Linked DNA regions of Hordeum vulgare: region 1 is linked to region 2. The links are chromatin contacts, called in public Hi-C maps. All regions are on one chromosome and are shown on one strand. Each heading gives the region's core, a stretch centred on a gene start, on an enhancer-like site or on the middle of the called end of the contact. The rest is flanking DNA. Distances are from core to core; before and after follow the strand shown. Region 1 holds the start of LOC123444737. Region 2 has its middle 18 kb from the start of LOC123444734.

Region 1 (4,147 bases), core at 273-2,772, 55 kb after region 2:
TCTGCTGTAGCCTGTGAGTTTCCTCCTCCGATACGTAATTCCCCACATAACTCTCCGTTGTGACAGTTATCTACCAATTAATTGATACACTGGTGCCCCCACTCCCGCCCCTCCAAATCTCCGGGAACAGGCTAGGCCTAGTACAAAATAATGTTTTGAAATGCATGGCTAGACTTATATAGAAACACGAAATGAACAGGTATGATTCTTAATGTGTATGAGGCTGGCATCTGAAGATATACCTAAAATGTTGATGAATCATACTGTATTAGGTAGTACAAAGATAATAGAGATTGAGGGTCACTCACAAGTGTACTCACTTGCTTGTTATCTTGCGTAGCGTAGATAAAGTCTATGAACAACTCTTGTGGTTATGCTTTGAAGTCTAGCGCTTGTTTTATGTTTTATCAGATCCCTGGAAAGTCAAGCTGACACAAAGTACTCTGTATGCATAGGTGGATGACAAGTCATTTTGCTGATGTCACACAGGTTCTACTCGAATTGGCACGCAGCCGGAACAAGATCCCGCTGCCCAAGTCTATTGCTCCACCTGGATCAATTCCTCTGCCACCTGAGCAGGACACTTTGTTGAGTGAAAACTACCAGCTCCTACCCACACTGAAGCCACCAACTCAGACTGAAGAAGCAGAAGATGACAACGAGGGCGATGACGCAATCCCTACCAATCCTAGCCCAAACTATTCACAGGATCAGAGGGGCAGCGGGCAGCCTCAGCCTCAAAGCCAGAGCCAGAGGGTTTCTTTCCAACTGAACGCGGTGGCTGCCGCGGCTGCAAAGCACCCTCTGGTGACAACTGATCAGTTGAACATGGGCTAACTGATTGTAGATTGCTGGCGGTTCCTTGTCCCGCGAGCCTGCTTGCTGATGATTGTGTAGCTGCTGGGATCGCCCTTTCTGGCCAGCGCCCTCCTATTTCAGCATGGAAAATGCTGATTGTTGGGGAAAGGAGGCAGGCTTGCAAGTAGTGTATGCTGTAGCTGCACACCTCGGGTTAACTAGTTTCTGTCCATTATTATCAACTTGTTGATTTTGTAGATCTTTGTCGAACTTGAACTGTCCTGTCGTTGTTTCTGAATGCTAAATCGGTGTTCCTGTTATGCTTTTGGTGGCATGTAGCACATATTTGGTTGGTTAAAATGAGGACATAAAAATACCTGCACATCTCATAAAGCTAGATAGAGGGAGTACCAATTTTACAATATATGGAGATAAAGATAAAAATCCGTAGTGCCAGATGCACTGCTTTTGTTTCTTTATCAGTAGTTCAGTGTCTGTTTTCTTGCTTGGGGAGGAGGGCGGACGGATACCTTCTGTGCGTGGAGCATGTATCAGTTATTGAGAAATCAAAGTAAAAATATCAGCAGCCCGTCTAGCTCAGTTGGTAGAGCGCAAGGCTCTTAACCTTGTGGTCGTGGGTTCGAGCCCCACGGTGGGCGACCTTCTTTTTGTTCTTTCTACAATCCAGGAATCGATTTCCAAATGCAGTGCATGATGAATGGCCATTGCATAGCGCTACTGGCTAAAACCACCACTATAAAAGAAAGAGAGGACAGATGCAAACCACGACAGATCCCGTCTAATCACTTAATCAATGGCCTAAATATGTTGTTAACGAAACTTCGTCGCTAACGAAAACTCCTCGTCGCTAACAAAAACTCCATCGATCTCTCTCTGGAACTGCTCCCGCAAACCCCCGATCGCCCGCCGGCCCCGCGCCGCTCCCGCTCGCCCCGCTCGGCCGGCGCTCGCCCCCGCACGCCGCTCCCACCACCTCCTCGCGCGGCGCGCCGGCGCCAATTGCCATGGGCCTCAAGCTCCTGCGGCTCGCGGCGACACTCCTCTCCCCGGGGGCCTCCGGCACGGACGCGCACCACCCGTCGACGGCCCCGCTGTACGCGCACCACCTGGACGCGCTCCTCGCCTTCGGCCGCGGCGCTCGAGGAGGCGTTCACGGACCGCCTGCGCGCCGCCGTCGTGGCCCTCAAGTGCCTCGTGGCGCTCAGGGTCCTGCTCGCCCGCGGCGCCTTCATCCTCCGCGACCAGCTCCTCGTCGCGCTCCTCCGCCACCGGCCTCCGGCCGCAACCCGCTCGCGCTCGCCGCCTTCCCGCTGGGCCGCTCCTTCGCCGCGGCCTCCTGGGTCAGGTTCTTCGCGCGCCTGCTCGAGGTCCTCCTCCTCCTGCCGGACGCCTCCTGCGACGCCGAGTACCTCACCGCGCTCCCGAACCCGCACCTCATCTCCGAGCTCGCCGCCTTCGCCTCCGTCGCCTGGGCCCCCGCGCGCCGCTCCCGCTCGCCCCTACCGCGGCGTGGGGCGCGCTCAAGTACTTCGTGCCGGCGCTAGAGTGGGTGCCCCACTACGGCCTCGACAAGTTCAAGTTCGACCTCCTCTCCGGCCTCACCATCACCAGCCTCGCCTCCCCCCGCCGCCGCGCCTCCTCCCGCCGCTCAACGAACCTCCTCCTCCACCCTAAACGAAGGGACAGCGGCGACGGCGGTTCCAGATCGGACGGCGTCGCGGTCAGGTATGTTCTGCTCCCTCTCCCCTCACTTCTCACCATCAGAAGGGTTTGGGACATGGAGTTATCTTCTGCAATGGGTATTACCTCAACTAGCGATTTCATCAGTAAATTTAGATATCCCAGAGGCAATTTTAAGGAAACAGGAAAGTTAAGTGTTATGTGCCAATTTTAGGCGTTTACACCACCATTCCCCCAGAGTATATCGCACTGTTGCAAGCTAAAGACAAAAACTGACATGAGATTTATTTAACATGCAGAGATTGGATGGTACTTCAAATGCAGAGTCTGAAGCTCTGCTCAAATCTCTATCGATGTTTGGAGAGCAGCTGAATATATATGTATGTTTTCTGTACCAAAACAAGCCATGATCAACTCTCTCAAGTTCTTCGCAATTCAATACTCAACATGGGTGTGCCGACAGGAGCATGTAAAGTCGTCAAAATGCACTCTAAAAGATGCCATCTGTTTGCACATTGACAAGATAGTTGTGTCTTCAGCAGACTCCTTGTGCAGTGGGTTGATGCTACAAAGATCCATCTTGCAAGACATCAGGAATGCAAACGCAAGGAGCCATCATCACTGGATAATCGAAAACGAGTAATTCCTACTGCTAATCCGAGGCCTCTTTGCGATTCCGGTTGCATTTTACCAGCCTATTGTTCCTTTGATGCTGGAAAAGCAAGGGAGAGAGACAGAGCGCCTGACATATCAGTAGGCGGTGTATCTCCTTTATTCCACTTTTCTTCGACCATCGGTTTTATAGAAGATGTGTTGTCCCCCAGTGCTGGCTTGAGATCCTGTGTGTTCTGTTCATGTAAATCTTCAGACTGAATGGTCATGCTATTTCCAGTCGCTGCATCATCCACCGAGTTTATATGTGCATCATCCACCACGTTTAGATCTAGTGGAAATGTGCACTTTCCATTACTCTTTGAGATTCCTGCCGTGGTCTTATTTGTCAGTGCAATCATGAACTGGTAAAGCTGCTAGAGGGTGTACCTTGGATGATAACCTTCCATCTTTGATCCTCCACCCTAAACGAAGGGACATCGGCGACGACGGTTCCAGACCGGACGGCGTCGCGGTCAGGTATGTCCTGCTCCCTCTCCCCTCACTTATCCCGACCGGACAACATCAGATTCTAGGACAGTACAATCAGCGTCATTGACATTCAGAAAAGCAGCTGGGGTAAAAGAAGCACGCAATGCTGCATTTGTTCTTGTAGCTGTGGTCTTGGTGAAAGACTTGGTTACAAAGGAATTAAGGTAATGTGGTTCGAGTTCCTAGTAGTGTATTTACAGCCAAGAATTGGAAAGACTGTCGTGTTGACGTTTCACAGTTAAAATTTTGTATTCATGATTTGCGATGGTAGTAGGTATATACATCAATTTGCTCGACAAAATCATGCTTTAGAGCATCCATATCCCTAGGTGGTAAGCAGACGCTAAGGGCGGAGGAACTGGCTAGCACCAGTGCTAAGGGATGTGAGAACAGGTTCTAGGATTTTTTTAGCATCAATGGTACGTCAAATAAATTACTTTTAATTAGCTTATGTATATGAAATTGCAATTTAAATGACAAAACTGAAGAACATAGCATCTATAGT
Region 2 (3,914 bases), core at 1,017-3,516:
CCGACGATGGCGCAGAAAGGGATAGCTCGTGGAGGAAAGCCTCCTTCCTGACGTCGTCTGCTGGTCCGTAGACCGAGGATAGCCAGAAGGATTGGCTCTGGCCTAGCAAGGTGACCTTGGCAGTGATAGCAAAAACTCCTACAACATGCGAGACTATGGTAGCAAGCTCTCTATTCCAGAGGATTGCCGCCCCCGTCGCTCGTGCCGATTGCCGGAAGGGCGATACATTCGGTGAGTTGAGTTCCTCCGATATCATGCACGAGCTGTGGAGTCCAGGCGTCTATCTTCGTCTCCTGGAGGCATAGAATTGCAGCTCCAGGCCTTCCTGGTGTGCTTCTTTCAAGGCCAGAGCCAATCCGCCAGCATGCCCACCGCCAGACGCCTACATTTAACTCGAGCCTTTGCAGAAGAGGGGCCACCTCTAGAAGACTCACTAAACGAAGAATCCCATTTCTGATTCTTGAGTCCCCGAGTATACTTACAGTCACCTCCAGTTTTATCAGATGAGTGAACTTCATCAGGCAATTTGAAAATCCAACCACCTACAAGGTCACCGAAACCATTTTTACATAGATGGAAGTGAGACATGCATGACGCTGGTCGGCACAGTACCTCGGTGTTTAAGCAAGTGTTCAAAGACAGTGTCTCCACGCGAGACAGGGTCATTGGAAGTTCGGTGAAGACGTGTTCAAGGGTGTCATCATATCCCAAGAGCGTCACAGTAGCTTCTGTTGGTTTCATGGATTCACTGAGTGTAATGGGTATGGCCTGACCCGAATACTCAAATTTTGTTAGATTCGGAGCAGTGAATTCCATAACCTGTAGCTGACATCCCCGAACAGATAAATTACGCAGACGACATAGTGGTTTCTGCACTTTCAGATTAAGCACTGGGTAACAGCGACCCAGGCGCAAACACTCCAACGCACTGCACTTGGACAACAGCAGCTCAAGATCTCCTTCCGACACATGAACAGTTTGGAGATCCAGCACTCTAAGGCCCCGTTTGGTTGGTCGTTTTGACCCTCAAAACATCTGTAAGTTATATCCGTGTATTTTTTTTTTGGATGGAACTCACATAGGTGCTTGGCATGTTGTTTCTTGACTGTAATAATTTACACTGGCTTTCTTAAATAGTACGTAGGCACTGTTTGGATCATCGTTTGTCCACTTGTAAAAATACAGACCTGCAGCCGTCGTTTTATTTTCAGGTAAAATTTACACAGCGACTACAGGTATAAGTTATACACCTCTGTATTAAAATACATTCAATCCAAACACGACCTAAGGTTCAGAGGGCCACCGAAATCTCCGAGCAGCTTCAACGAGGCAAAGGCGAGCTGGAGTGTTTCGATGTAAGATGCCCCTTGACTGCTAAACATATGAGACGGCAAGGCGTATGTATCCTCCCATTCATATGACCTCACGGAACCCTTGTAGAACACAGGGGACAAATTAACAGCAATCTCAGACGCCCTGGAATCGAGTGCGAACTTGAGCCATCGATCCAGATGTTCCGCGTGCCTTGTGTCAAGAGCAAACGTGATATCAAATCCTCTTAGCCCTGCACCACTGTGGGATTCCAGGACAGCATCGACACGCCTGATGAACCTGCGTCTTCTTCTACCCCTCCTGCTAATGGTGCCATACTCGCGGTTCAGGATCGTAGGACTGTCAAAGCATAAATTGGGATGGCATGTCCACAGTCGTCTCCAGTTTGTCGACACCAAACTGGCCCTGACGGCATCCTTCAGTGTCAGCCTTGATACTATGTCGTGCATAATACCCTGGATGAGGGCAGATAGAAAATTCAGTACCAGTTGGAAGAATCATAATACTACCCTGAATACACTGGATGTTATGTTAGAACAATAAAAAAACTAGATGAGGACAATAAAGGATATATTCAGATTAATTTAGAACTCATGTCCTTGGACCCACCTCCGGGAGACTATGGATCACAGGCTCGGATTTGCTTCTTTTAGCAGTACATTTGTCCGAGGAAAACATCATACTTGATCTTCTTTTTGCAGGGCGTCTGCTAGACAATTTTTCGCACGAGCTGATGCAGACCAAATTTATAGATTATGTTCAGTAACCTAGTCATGCTGAAATTGATATCCCAAATTCCCAGTAACCCCGGCCGACCAGTTTTGATACGGACACGGTTCCGCGTCGTCTCCGGGGAGGCTAAAGCTAACGAGGCCGCCTCGGTCTGGGTAATTCGCAGCGCCGGCGCGCTCGGCAGAGGGTCCCCTCGCCTATTTTGCGGTGGGTGGGGATGGACCGGAAGCCAGGCCTGGTTTATGCGAGCGGAACGCGGCACAAGGCCTAGAACTAATCGAGGGTTCATAAACCCTAAGAGCAAGTACAATAAAACTGAGTCAGTTGGCTGTAAGAAATAAAATAATATATCTTTGCTTAATTGGAGGAGAGAGAAAATGAGAGATAATGTAAGCGGGCTCTTAGCTAAGAGCCAGCTCTAGCACGTGCTCCTAGGCATTTTGTGAGAATGAAAGGTGGGTCATATAATAAATAAGTAGTACACTCTTCTAACCAACTATTATACATGTTAGCTATAAGATGTGCTATAGGTGACATGGCATGAGCTTACAGCCGGCAACAGGCTCTACTATTGTACTTGCTCTAAAAAGAAGGGAAAGTCTTACCTTTCATCTCGACTGATCCGTGTGATCCATCGGCCGCCCGCTTATCCGTTGGATAAGGGCCTCGATCTGATCGCGAACCATTTTCTGAAACTAGATCGTTCTTTCAGAAACTGAGGAGTTGTTTCAGAAAACTGTCCATCCGTGCATCCGCCTCCGCCTCGGCCTCGACGACCTCGCCGCCGCCGGCCTACTGCGTCTCGCGGCCCCTCCGCCGCCGACCTGTTGCGGCCCCGTCGCCCCTCCGCCATCGACCTGCTGCGGCCCCGTCGCCCCCTCCGCCGACGGCATGTCCGCCGCCCCTGCTCGCCCTCCGCCGCCGCCCCGTGCCACGGCCCCGCCTTGTCAGCCTGCACCGCGGACCTTCGTTGCCGGCCTGCCTGCCGCCCTCTGCCGCCGCCCCGCGCCACGGCCTCGCCCCGTCGGCCTGCCCGCCGCCCCCGCTCGCCCTCCGTCGCCGCCCCGCGCCACGGCCCCACCTTGTCAGCCTGCACCACGGCCCTTTGTCGCCGGCCTGCCTGCCGCCCTCTGCCGCTGCCCCGCGCCACGGCCCCGCCCCGTCGGCCTGCACCGCGGCCCTCCGTCGCTGGCATGCCCGTCGCCCTCCGCCATCGGGGCAGCTCCGTAACTGGCCTGCAACATTTCTGCAACGGGGTCGTGGTTTCTGCAACTCAGCCATTGTTTCAGGAGTTACGTAAATTATTTTCTGCAACGCGGTCGTTGTTTCAGGAATTTTTTTGCAGCACGATTGTTGTTTTGCAACGCGGCTATAGTTTCTGCAACCCGACCTCTGTTTCACGAACTATTGGATGTGGGGACATAGATCGGACGGCTGCATCGATACATCCAATGGCCGTTGAGGTGGCGGATGTTTACTAAACATCCGTCGGTGGACGCGTAGCAGCTCCCTAAAAAGAAGTCCGACAAAAATTCTTAACCGCCAAAATATTGCCACCAGTATATTTTGCTTCTTTGCATGGAAAAAGGATATCTACTCTCAAAGTCTTTTTTTGCGATGGCTACTCTAAGAGCATGTCGAGCCGGACCTCTCAAATCCGGACATCTCATATTAGTATCCTCAAATTCATACAAAAAGAATGAAACCTACTTACTACGTACAAGCTAGCTACTCCTCGTCGGAGATATCTACGATCTCCGTGCCCTTCGACGGATAAATGGCCGCGTGCCGTAGCTCCGCCCCCTTCGGCTGCTCCGCTACGGACTCATCCGCCTCAATCTCTGCATCCA

The links. A called contact is a pair of places that touch in the nucleus more often than the background predicts.
Region 1: a Hi-C map of leaf shows a contact between it and region 2, with 4 times the contacts expected there. The contact joins the promoter of LOC123444737 here to the enhancer-like site in region 2. A contact is called at or near these places in 2 of 6 Hi-C or Micro-C datasets (leaf and seedling) and 1 of 1 datasets of contacts at active chromatin or transcription factors (embryo).

The regions. Positions count from the first base shown.
Region 1 is chr3H:531,748,010-531,752,156 of MorexV3_pseudomolecules_assembly, forward strand. It overlaps LOC123444737, which reads left to right and starts at 1,523. Exons shown (of 2, transcript XM_045121558.1): 1 at 1,523-2,544; 2 at 2,799-3,402. The coding sequence starts at 1,824. The coding sequence ends at 2,363. It overlaps LOC123444736 (transcription initiation factor TFIID subunit 9-like), which reads left to right. Exons shown (of 2, transcript XM_045121557.1): 2 at 490-1,118. The coding sequence ends at 837. TRNAK-CUU (a tRNA gene) reads left to right here and starts at 1,385; the gene lies at 1,385-1,457. It also overlaps the pseudogene LOC123441980.
Region 2 is chr3H:531,691,940-531,695,853 of MorexV3_pseudomolecules_assembly, forward strand. No RefSeq gene overlaps it. Among protein-coding and RNA genes, the nearest start is that of LOC123444734, 18 kb to the left of the region's middle. Within about 2 kb of position 2,267, at least 2 of the 3 cell types and tissues checked have open chromatin away from gene starts, as enhancers often do. A contact at or near this core is called in seedling, where this site is marked.